3 separate regions of the Mus musculus genome follow, and all the other regions are linked to region 3. The links are chromatin contacts, called in public Hi-C maps. All regions are on one chromosome and are shown on one strand. The core of a region is the stretch at or near the end of the contact, and the rest is flanking DNA. Distances in the headings are between cores, read along the strand shown.

Region 1 (2,799 bases), core at 279-2,778, 360 kb before region 3:
GGCTATATTTAATTTACAAATACAGAGCTATTTAGCTTGCCTTTGAGATAAGGCTTTGGAGAGGTGGTGCCCAGGAATGGGGACAGTGGCAGCGGCTCTGGGTCCTGACCCTGTGTCTCCAGGCCCCAGAGCCTACTGCCCGGATCTCAGACCCCAGAAGCCAGTGGATGGTCCTTTGCGTTGAGAATCACAGTGTCCCTATGCTTGAAGATGCAGCAGCTCACATCCCTTTAGGTCACGCTGGCCTCTGAGGTTGACAAGGAAATCACAAGTCGATGATGCTTGGGCCAGGTACTATCAGTCTACCTTAGCTTCTCCCATTTCCATCCCTGCCTGCCCCCCTTTCTGTTCCAGGATTGAGGTCAAAGAGCCGAGGGTATTTACTGGTCATTGGCTTTCTCAGGAAGAGCTGGTCCGGATGCTGATCTGAAGTCTTATTTCTGGGGGACACACCGATTCCCTTTCTATCTACTAGATACAGTGGGACATACCTGTGATGCCAGCAAGTGGGAGGGGGGTAGAGGTAGGAAGAGCAGAAGTTCAAGGTAATCTCAGCCACATAGTGAGTTTAGGATCACCCTGGCTATGTGAGACCTTGAAACGGTTAAAAAAAAAAAAAACTAGAAAGAAAATAACAATAACAAAAAGGGATGTTCCCTAGTCTCTTTGTCTCTTCCCCCAAAGAGGCACCAGATGCCCTGGCAGAGAGGGGTCAGAATCTCCAGAAATTTCCAAGAAATTTGGTCCTAGCAAGGATGTGCTCGCATGAGTATGTCTTGTGTGTAAATATTTATGCACAGCTTAAGTGAGTCTGTATGCCTACATCTATGTTCAAGTGTTTGCGTGTGTGTCTGTATGTGTAAGGGCGTGAATGTGTGTGTTGAGGAAAGCCTGGGAATGTTTGCATGTGCGAATGTGCCTCTCCAGTTGAGTTGCGTGTGTACCTCTATGATTCTGGAGGAGTTGAGTGTTTCAGTACGGGGGTGGGGTGGGGTGGGGGAGAAGGCTGAGGCACGTGCCTGTGTGTGCGTGCGTGCATGTGTGTGTGTGTGTGTGCAAGTAGATCGACTGTAGGTGTCAAAGTAAGAGCCCAGGAGAGAGGCAGAGGGTGTCAGAGTAAGAGTTCAAGAGGGAGAAGGGGGGTGAGAAGCCATCGGGGTATGCTTTCTGACCTCCACCTCTCCTGAACATTTTCCTCTCTGGGGATGGAGAGGAGGGAGGGGGGCCCACCAAGGAGGGGGGCCCCACCCCCTGTAAGCGATACAGGTTCTATCCAAGGATGCGAACAGAAGGTTTTTAGCACAGAACGTCCTGAAATCACTTTATATTCCCCCTCCTTCTCCCATCTAATCAAAATAGCAGTATTGGGCTCCCCCATCCCCACTGCTGCCCAGCACTCAATTTAGCTCCAGGGTAGGGAGGGAGTGGAGAAAGGCTGTCCTGTCTGACCCCCCAACCCCCTCTTAGAGCACCTTTCAGCCTGTAGCCAAGGAGCTGTCTTCCAGATCTCCCCTTCCCAAGCCTTAGTGGCAAGAGCCAGCTGCCTCCCAGGCCTGCCAGCAACTGCCAGGCTCTTCCAGAACCCACATCTAGGCCCAGTCTCATTTACAAATATGCAAATTTGCCTCTTTCTGGTATGCAAATGGAGACATGACAAATAACTAATTAGGGTCAAAAGAAGTACTTGAACCAATTAGTGGAAGGCTCTGTCCCTTTCTGTTGGGAGGAGCTTGCTCTCTTCACCACCTGACTCCCAGACACTCAGGATGGTGCTACCTGAGTGATGGTCATGGTAGGGCCTTGTCTTCAGGAAGCCTTGTTTTGCTCTTGGCTCTCAGACTCCACATAGTTTCTTCCTCTGTGAGTGGAGTGATAGCAGTGACTGTCTTGTCCCTCTCCCTTCGCTCCGAGTCATGGGACTGGGGAGGACTTGGATGGAAACAGGATTGAAGATGGCATTACGGTTTCTCTGACGGTGGCACCTTTGACCATGCTTGTCAATTGTGACGGGGATGGATTAGTGATGTCTGCAGTGGCCAAGTCCTTGCACCCTGGCAGGTTACAGGCTACATACTTATTGGCCGTGAAAGATACAGTTGGAGCAAGAGCCTGTCTACTGCTGTGACTGAGTTATTTGGCTTGGAGCACAGCTTCCTGGTATAAAGCTGATGCAGGAGGGTAGCTGTAATAAGTAAACAAGGGGGGGGGGTTAGGGAAAGGCTTTTGTCATCTGGGAGGGGATGTATCAATTGAGCATGTCAGCGGGGGCATCCATATTGTCCCATTCAGAGGTGAGGCTGCCTAAGGCAGGAGAGTGTGGGTGGCTTGGAGAGGCAGCAACAGAGACCTCTCAGGGCAGGCCTGCCCACGCATGGGGCTGTTCTCTCTGCTGCTACAGGATACCAGCTCCCCTGAGCCACCCCATGTTGTTGAACCAAGCGGGCCACAACAAGCCCACTGGCTCTGCTCCACTGTTGGGTGTGAAATTTGGTTGAATTGGCAACTAGGGCCTGGGCCCTGGGCCAGTGGGCAGACGCAGGTGGGCGGCTGTGTACTAGGGAGTTAGTCAAAGCTAGCAGTTGGCAAGAGTGAGCCAAGGGGTGACCTGACTTGAGGAGAGTGTCTCCAGGGATGGCAAAAGCCAGGCTGGGCTAGGATTATGTTGCAGGCTATCGTGGGAAGTGCCAGTGTTTCAGCACATGCCGTGAGCATGTATGTCAGAGGACATGTCTGGGTGCATGTGCTCTCACACAGGGGTATATGTGTGTGTGTTTTTGTTTTGTTTTGTTTTTATTTATT
Region 2 (2,700 bases), core at 200-2,699, 280 kb before region 3:
AGGTACCAAGCACAGTGCATAGTTTGGTGTAGCGGTGAGTTCACCAAGGTGGTTTTATGAAAGACTCTGGGCAGCTACATCACTGGGAAGTGCCCTTGGACAGTCTATACCACTGAAGGTCCTGCCCTTCTCATGGACAACTTGGCAAAAGACACAGAGGAATGCCTTGTGAGCTTCCCCGCTCTCTCCACGATGGACGACTATCAATAGGCGTGATCTTGTGCAAGTCTGCTACAGGCAAGCACACCTCCTCAGATACGAGATGATATGGTAATCACATCCACCTTGGAGGGAATATCTTCACAACAGGGCTCTCCCTGGGATCCCTCAGCAAAGTGAGCTCTCGGACGTCAGAGTCTACGTCAACCTCATTTGCCAACAGAGCCAGTGTCTTGCTCTGAGCAGGGACCTTATTTGCCGTGTATCTGATTCTATCTTCTAGATTTCAGAAGAGAGGAATTGAGCAGGAAATGATGAACATGGTAATAAAACACTTGCAAATATGTCGGCAATAGTTGCCATGTGGCAAGCATTGTTCTAAGCCCAGATACAGCTACTAGCTTCATATAGACACCAGGCCCAACCCTGGGTTAACTAAACTGAATGTAATGTTCTGTAATGCAATGTAATGTTTTACATAGATATTAATTAAATCCTCACAGCCACAGGAGAAGGGTATTGGCATCACTACCACTGATGGATGAGGAAGTTGATTTCGTGATATCAAGTATCATTATATAATATAATATCATTATAATACCTTTATATAATATAATAAAAGAAGCAAATGTCTACTTGCTTACTGGTGAGTACCAGGGCTGGGATTTGAACTATGATAGTGTAGTTTCAGAATGGGCATTTAATGAAGACTTGTGCTCCCTTTCTGTTCGTGAACCCAGTCACCAGGGACAGATGTTCAACCTCTTCAGCTGAAGGGGAGGTGTTGGTTCCGTGTTTGAGATACCTTGGGACTGCTTGGTGAGAAAGTGGGACATCTTGTCTAAGTTCATACAACTCAAAATGGTAATAATCCTGTATTGAAACCAAGAGCTGACCAGTTCAGATGTTTAGTCTGGGAACACACACTGACCATGGTTTGTTTGGGTTCCACAATTTCTCTGAGCAGTCCAGTGGGGTGGGGAGTGGCAGGCAGTCCCTTGATGGGGAATAGGCTGAGCCTTACCAGGGCTAGGATTGGGGTCAGAGGGACTCTGGTTAAACGATGTGTGAGTTCCTAAAGCTGGTGATGGCTGGTTCGCTGCCCTCCTCTGGCCCTGTGGACTTGGGGACTGGGCATCTCCCTGGGCCTCTGGCAGGGAGCGAGCAGTGCCTGAGGCAGGAGGCAGGCAGGCTCGTTGCGGTCCCTGCCCATCTGGGGAGTGCTTGGTTCTGGCTGGAACTGAGCAGTGGACGGTGTTTGGGCTCAGCAGCACGAGCCCAGCTCGGAGGCTGCGAGGCAGAGCCGTGAACGCCAACAGTCTGGAGGCAGGCTCCGGAGGGAGACGGCTCGGGCCCATTTGCTGAGCTCGGTTCCCACGACAGCTCAGCAGACAGATGGACTTGGGAATCCCTGCCGCCTGGCCAGGAGGGTGTACACGTGAAAGGATATGCAAGCACCCCCATAGGGAGGATTGAGTTGGAGGTTTCCAGGGACACCAGGGTAGGGGATCAATGGTGGGTTCCATGGCCTGGGATGAACTGTCACATAAGCCATTGGAAAGAGTGGGGCCCTGGACCTTGGCCAAATACCACCCTGAACCTGACCGCAGGCTTTGCCCTGATTCCTCAGAATGACTCCTGAGCCCTGACTATGATCTTGACTGAACCCTGACCCTGACTGATCTGAGCCCTGATCCCAATTGCTGACTGTTCATACCAATGGTCTTCTAGGCAAATCTGCTGTTACCTTATGTAGTTCTTCAGAAGGGTCTTCGAAACAGATGTCCACAATATGCCACAAGAAATGGGAGATAAGGGGAGGGTCCAGCTACACTAGCAACTTCTGGATGATATGGGAAGAACGACAGCAATGATCAAGAATCATGGGCCAAGAAGCAGTCGCATAGTGGACCAGAGGAGTCCTGCCTGCCCAGGGGATGACCAGAGGAAGCCCTCTGGCTCCTGTGGCAGGCCAAGGATGGAGCCCAGGAAGCAGAACTGCAGGGTCAGACTTTGCCAGGAGCATCAGGAAGGAAGCAAGAAAAGGTGGCCAGGGAGGGCGTGTCTGTGCACTTAGTCATGAGTGAGACCCAAGAGAGACAGGTAAAAACCTGTGAAGACCTGGAAGGTAGCTCATGGTGGACAGGGCCAGGAAGGACTTTAGTGAGGGCTCACGGGGGCTCCTTCCTCAGCCTGTCAGGGCCTATCATCCTTAGAGCAGCTCAGGGTGCAGTGGACCCTGCATGCCAGCTCTAAACACGTCCACGAGCCTCTCTCAGAACTTCCTCTGGCTGCCAGAGTGCTGGGAAATGGCTGGGTACCAAGAGTCTGACTTCTCCTTCAGGGGAGATGACTCTGAGGGACTCTGCCATGCCCTAGACTATAGGCCAGTGAACACTATTGGGACTTGTTCAGATAGGGGATCTCTCAGGCTTTGAAAATGGCATAGTATCTATTACTACTACCTAATTCTCAAATGTTTGCCTTGGGGTCTGTCTAGGGACTCTTAAAATAAAACAGGCGTCCCAAATTATACATGAT
Region 3 (2,885 bases), core at 272-2,771:
AAACGGAGGCTCTGACTGAATGGGACAGGAAACCAGCCCACAGCCCAGCCTGTTCAATGTTCATTTTCCATGCCAACTTTGGAAGCCCCTGAAAGGATGCAATAAACACAGCTGGAAAGCCACCAGCCAGTATAAGGGTGAGCAGGTAGTGATGAACACCCAGAGAAGAGGCAAAACACTCAAAAAAATGGATCAACTTCTATCAGTCAGACATTTCAGAAAACGGTACACGCCTGTAGTCCTAGCACCCAGGATAGGAGCAACACTAGCCTTGGTTGCATGGTGAATGTGGATTATAGTCTGGCTTAGAGGAAGACCCTGCCACAAAAGAGTCAACTTCTGAGACAGGGGCATGGGGAACACCTGCAGTAATGGAAAGTTACTGGGATGGCTGCTGGCGCTGCAGGTATTCATTTGGGACAGCAGATTGACGGAGGTAGCAGGTTTTGAAGAATAATGTTTCCATACTCAAGTGGATGTCGTCAGGTGGGCATGCATCCAACAGGTGTTGGGGGCACTGGAGCTTGGGGAAAATTCCATCCTGAGAAACAGGTTGAGGATTTACAGAAACGGGGGGCAACTGAAGTCAGGGGAATTGGGGTGGGGTGGGGGAGCACAGAAAGAATGCAAAGCACACTTGACAAGAGGGGAGAAGCCACGCCTGGAGATAGGAAGACCACAGCTTCGTATGAATAGAGAGGGGTTCCCATCGCCTGCCCCCTTGGTCCCAGGCCCTGTTCCTCTACCTTCAACGGTCTAGAAACCATTGCTAGTAAGAACATATAGAAAGCAGAGAACCTGCCTATTTTAATCTTCACTTTAGTTGAACTCAGGGATGAGTATTTTCTTTTTCATTCATAAATACGCCCCATGCTTAACAGGGCCCTGGAATATAAGTGCTTTATAAATATTTGTTGAATGAGTGAATTGATTAATGGATCTTTAAGAACTATTTGGAGAAAGCATTATAATAGCTTTAAATATGGAGCGGAACTACTGAGAGGATCAGGGTGAGCTTGAGGGCCATCTGGAATGTTCCCCAGGGGACGAAATTATACAAAACAAAACGTTGTCTCCCATAGCGCAGAGCAGCCTTGGCATAGCCCACACCACACGGGGTGATATTTAAGGAGAAGCATTGGATACAAAAGGAAGCCAGTTAGAGTAGGCACCGTGGCTCCAGGTCACAGGTAGATGAAGCTTCGTGGAATAGAGCCAAAGAGCCAAGAGGAAATGGAAATTATTGGATGTACTTAAGAAAACCTCAAGTCATCAAAATAGAAGGTCTGCATTATTGAAGCTATATTTGAGAAGTGAGACAGACGGCCCTCGGGAGAATATTGGGTGATGCCAAATCAGCAACTTAGCAGCCCTGGCCCTAGAAACCGGCTCCCTTCGGCCCTTCTCCTGACCCTACAAGCGAGATCGGAAAGCTCCAGCAACGTTGGTCTCCTCCTGCACAACCAGACAGAGCACAGAGGGCGAAGCTCCCTGAAGGGGAACCTCCTACGCCTACCTCGACTTAGCCCGCTCAAGTACACGCAGAGCGCCCCCTGCCGAGCGTATGGTGTTTAATCATGAAAAAGGACACCCTAGAACAGAAATTCCTTGGATCATTCGCATGTAGAGCCCCTCTGTGGGACCCAAAAGGTAAAGGCGAAGCTAAAAGAGGAGCTTGGGAAGACACAAGACTCTGGTTTCCACAGATAAGCAATTTGCTCATCAGGAATCCTACCCCCGACCCCTACTTGTCCTTGCCCTACAATCCAACTAAGAGGCTAGAACAAAAGATTAATAGAAGCTAAAAAAATGTCATGTTCTTCTGTGCTGCGTGTGGACTAAGCCATCACTGCTTTGGCCACACGTCTTCAGAGACTTCTGGGCACAGTGTATTATTTAAAGTTGTTCGTTCCAGCCCGACTTCCAAATGGTCTCAGCGTGAATCTGAGCATTCCGCTCACACATTTCTTGGCTTCTTCGCAGTGTTTTGTCACTTCAGTTGGTTTTAGAAAGTGTCCCCTTCCCCCACTAGATGGGAAAGACTAAAGTCTGACGTAGTCGGTGAGAACCCACCAGGAAGAAAGTGACCACTCAGGGTCCTGTGAAATAATAGAAGAGTATAAAAATGAACCAAACTGGGGGTGGGGGTGGGGGTTGGGAAGACGTAACGTGGGAAGTGACCTGGAAAGATGGGCGCGGAGGTCGGTCAAGTGGTATCTCTATGAAAATGAGTATTCTAACTTTGTTTTTGGTTGATCCACATTTTTAATTTTTCCTTCATTGGGAAACTATGTTATATCGATACATTAATGTGGCATTAATAGAAACACATTGGTAGTTATCACATAATTACTAACTATAGCATCCAATTAAATGTTATTTTAAGAGGGAGAAAATATAATAAAGCTATTTTAATAAAAAATTTTAAATTAATGAGACCTAAGGTAAGATTTCTTACATGCAGAAAAAAAATGTTTCCTCAGTTGTGATAAAAGATGCATACATTTTACCATTCTAATCATTTTAATGTGAATTTTTGTGTGTGTAATTCAGCGGCATTCAGTGTATCCTCCCAAAGCTGCTCAAAGACCACCACTACCACTACCACCACCACCAATTTCTACAAAGATTTCTTCTCTCATCTCAGCTCTTGGTGAGCTGCCTTCTACTTCCTATCTGAAGTCTCCCATTCTACGCAGCCCCTGTAAGTAGACTCTCAGTGCACTGTACAGATCCTTCGAGCAGAGAAATGCTTTCCAGAGTCGTCTTCGTGCATCAGAATGCCGTTTTTTTCAAGCTGAAGGGTGTTGCATCTTGTGCTAATTTCTTCTTCTCTTCAGTTATCCACTTGATGGACACTCTGTGTGTGTTACGCGTACCGCCAC

The links. Hi-C and Micro-C count contacts between places; a contact is called where the count stands out from the background.
Region 1: a Hi-C map of cerebral cortex shows a contact between it and region 3, with 6 times the contacts expected there. The contact joins two enhancer-like sites. A contact is called at or near these places in 1 of 15 datasets of contacts at CTCF or cohesin (stem cell-derived epiblast-like cells), 3 of 484 Hi-C or Micro-C datasets (cerebral cortex, cortical neurons and epidermal suprabasal cells), 1 of 115 datasets of contacts at active chromatin or transcription factors (embryonic basal ganglia) and 1 of 9 other capture datasets (embryonic stem cells).
Region 2: a Hi-C map of cerebral cortex shows a contact between it and region 3, with 2.0 times the contacts expected there. The contact joins two enhancer-like sites. A contact is called at or near these places in 1 of 15 datasets of contacts at CTCF or cohesin (stem cell-derived epiblast-like cells), 5 of 484 Hi-C or Micro-C datasets (cerebral cortex, embryonic stem cells, nephron progenitors and 2 more) and 3 of 115 datasets of contacts at active chromatin or transcription factors (astrocytes, embryonic basal ganglia and embryonic stem cells).

What each region holds. Positions count from the first base shown.
Region 1 is chr4:124,592,135-124,594,933 of GRCm38.p6, reverse strand. The region is part of intron 1 of Gm2164 (predicted gene 2164); the gene reads left to right. Among named protein-coding and RNA genes, the nearest start is that of 4933407E24Rik, 24 kb to the right of the region's middle. Within about 2 kb of position 1,528, at least 13 of the 459 cell types and tissues checked have an H3K27ac peak or open chromatin away from gene starts, as enhancers often do. A contact at or near this core is called in cerebral cortex, where this site is marked.
Region 2 is chr4:124,510,765-124,513,464 of GRCm38.p6, reverse strand. No RefSeq gene overlaps it. Among named protein-coding and RNA genes, the nearest start is that of 1700057H15Rik, 26 kb to the right of the region's middle. Within about 2 kb of position 1,449, at least 6 of the 459 cell types and tissues checked have an H3K27ac peak or open chromatin away from gene starts, as enhancers often do. A contact at or near this core is called in cerebral cortex, where this site is marked.
Region 3 is chr4:124,227,372-124,230,256 of GRCm38.p6, reverse strand. No RefSeq gene overlaps it. Among named protein-coding and RNA genes, the nearest start is that of Gm40242, 44 kb to the left of the region's middle. Within about 2 kb of position 1,521, at least 12 of the 459 cell types and tissues checked have an H3K27ac peak or open chromatin away from gene starts, as enhancers often do. A contact at or near this core is called in cerebral cortex, where this site is marked.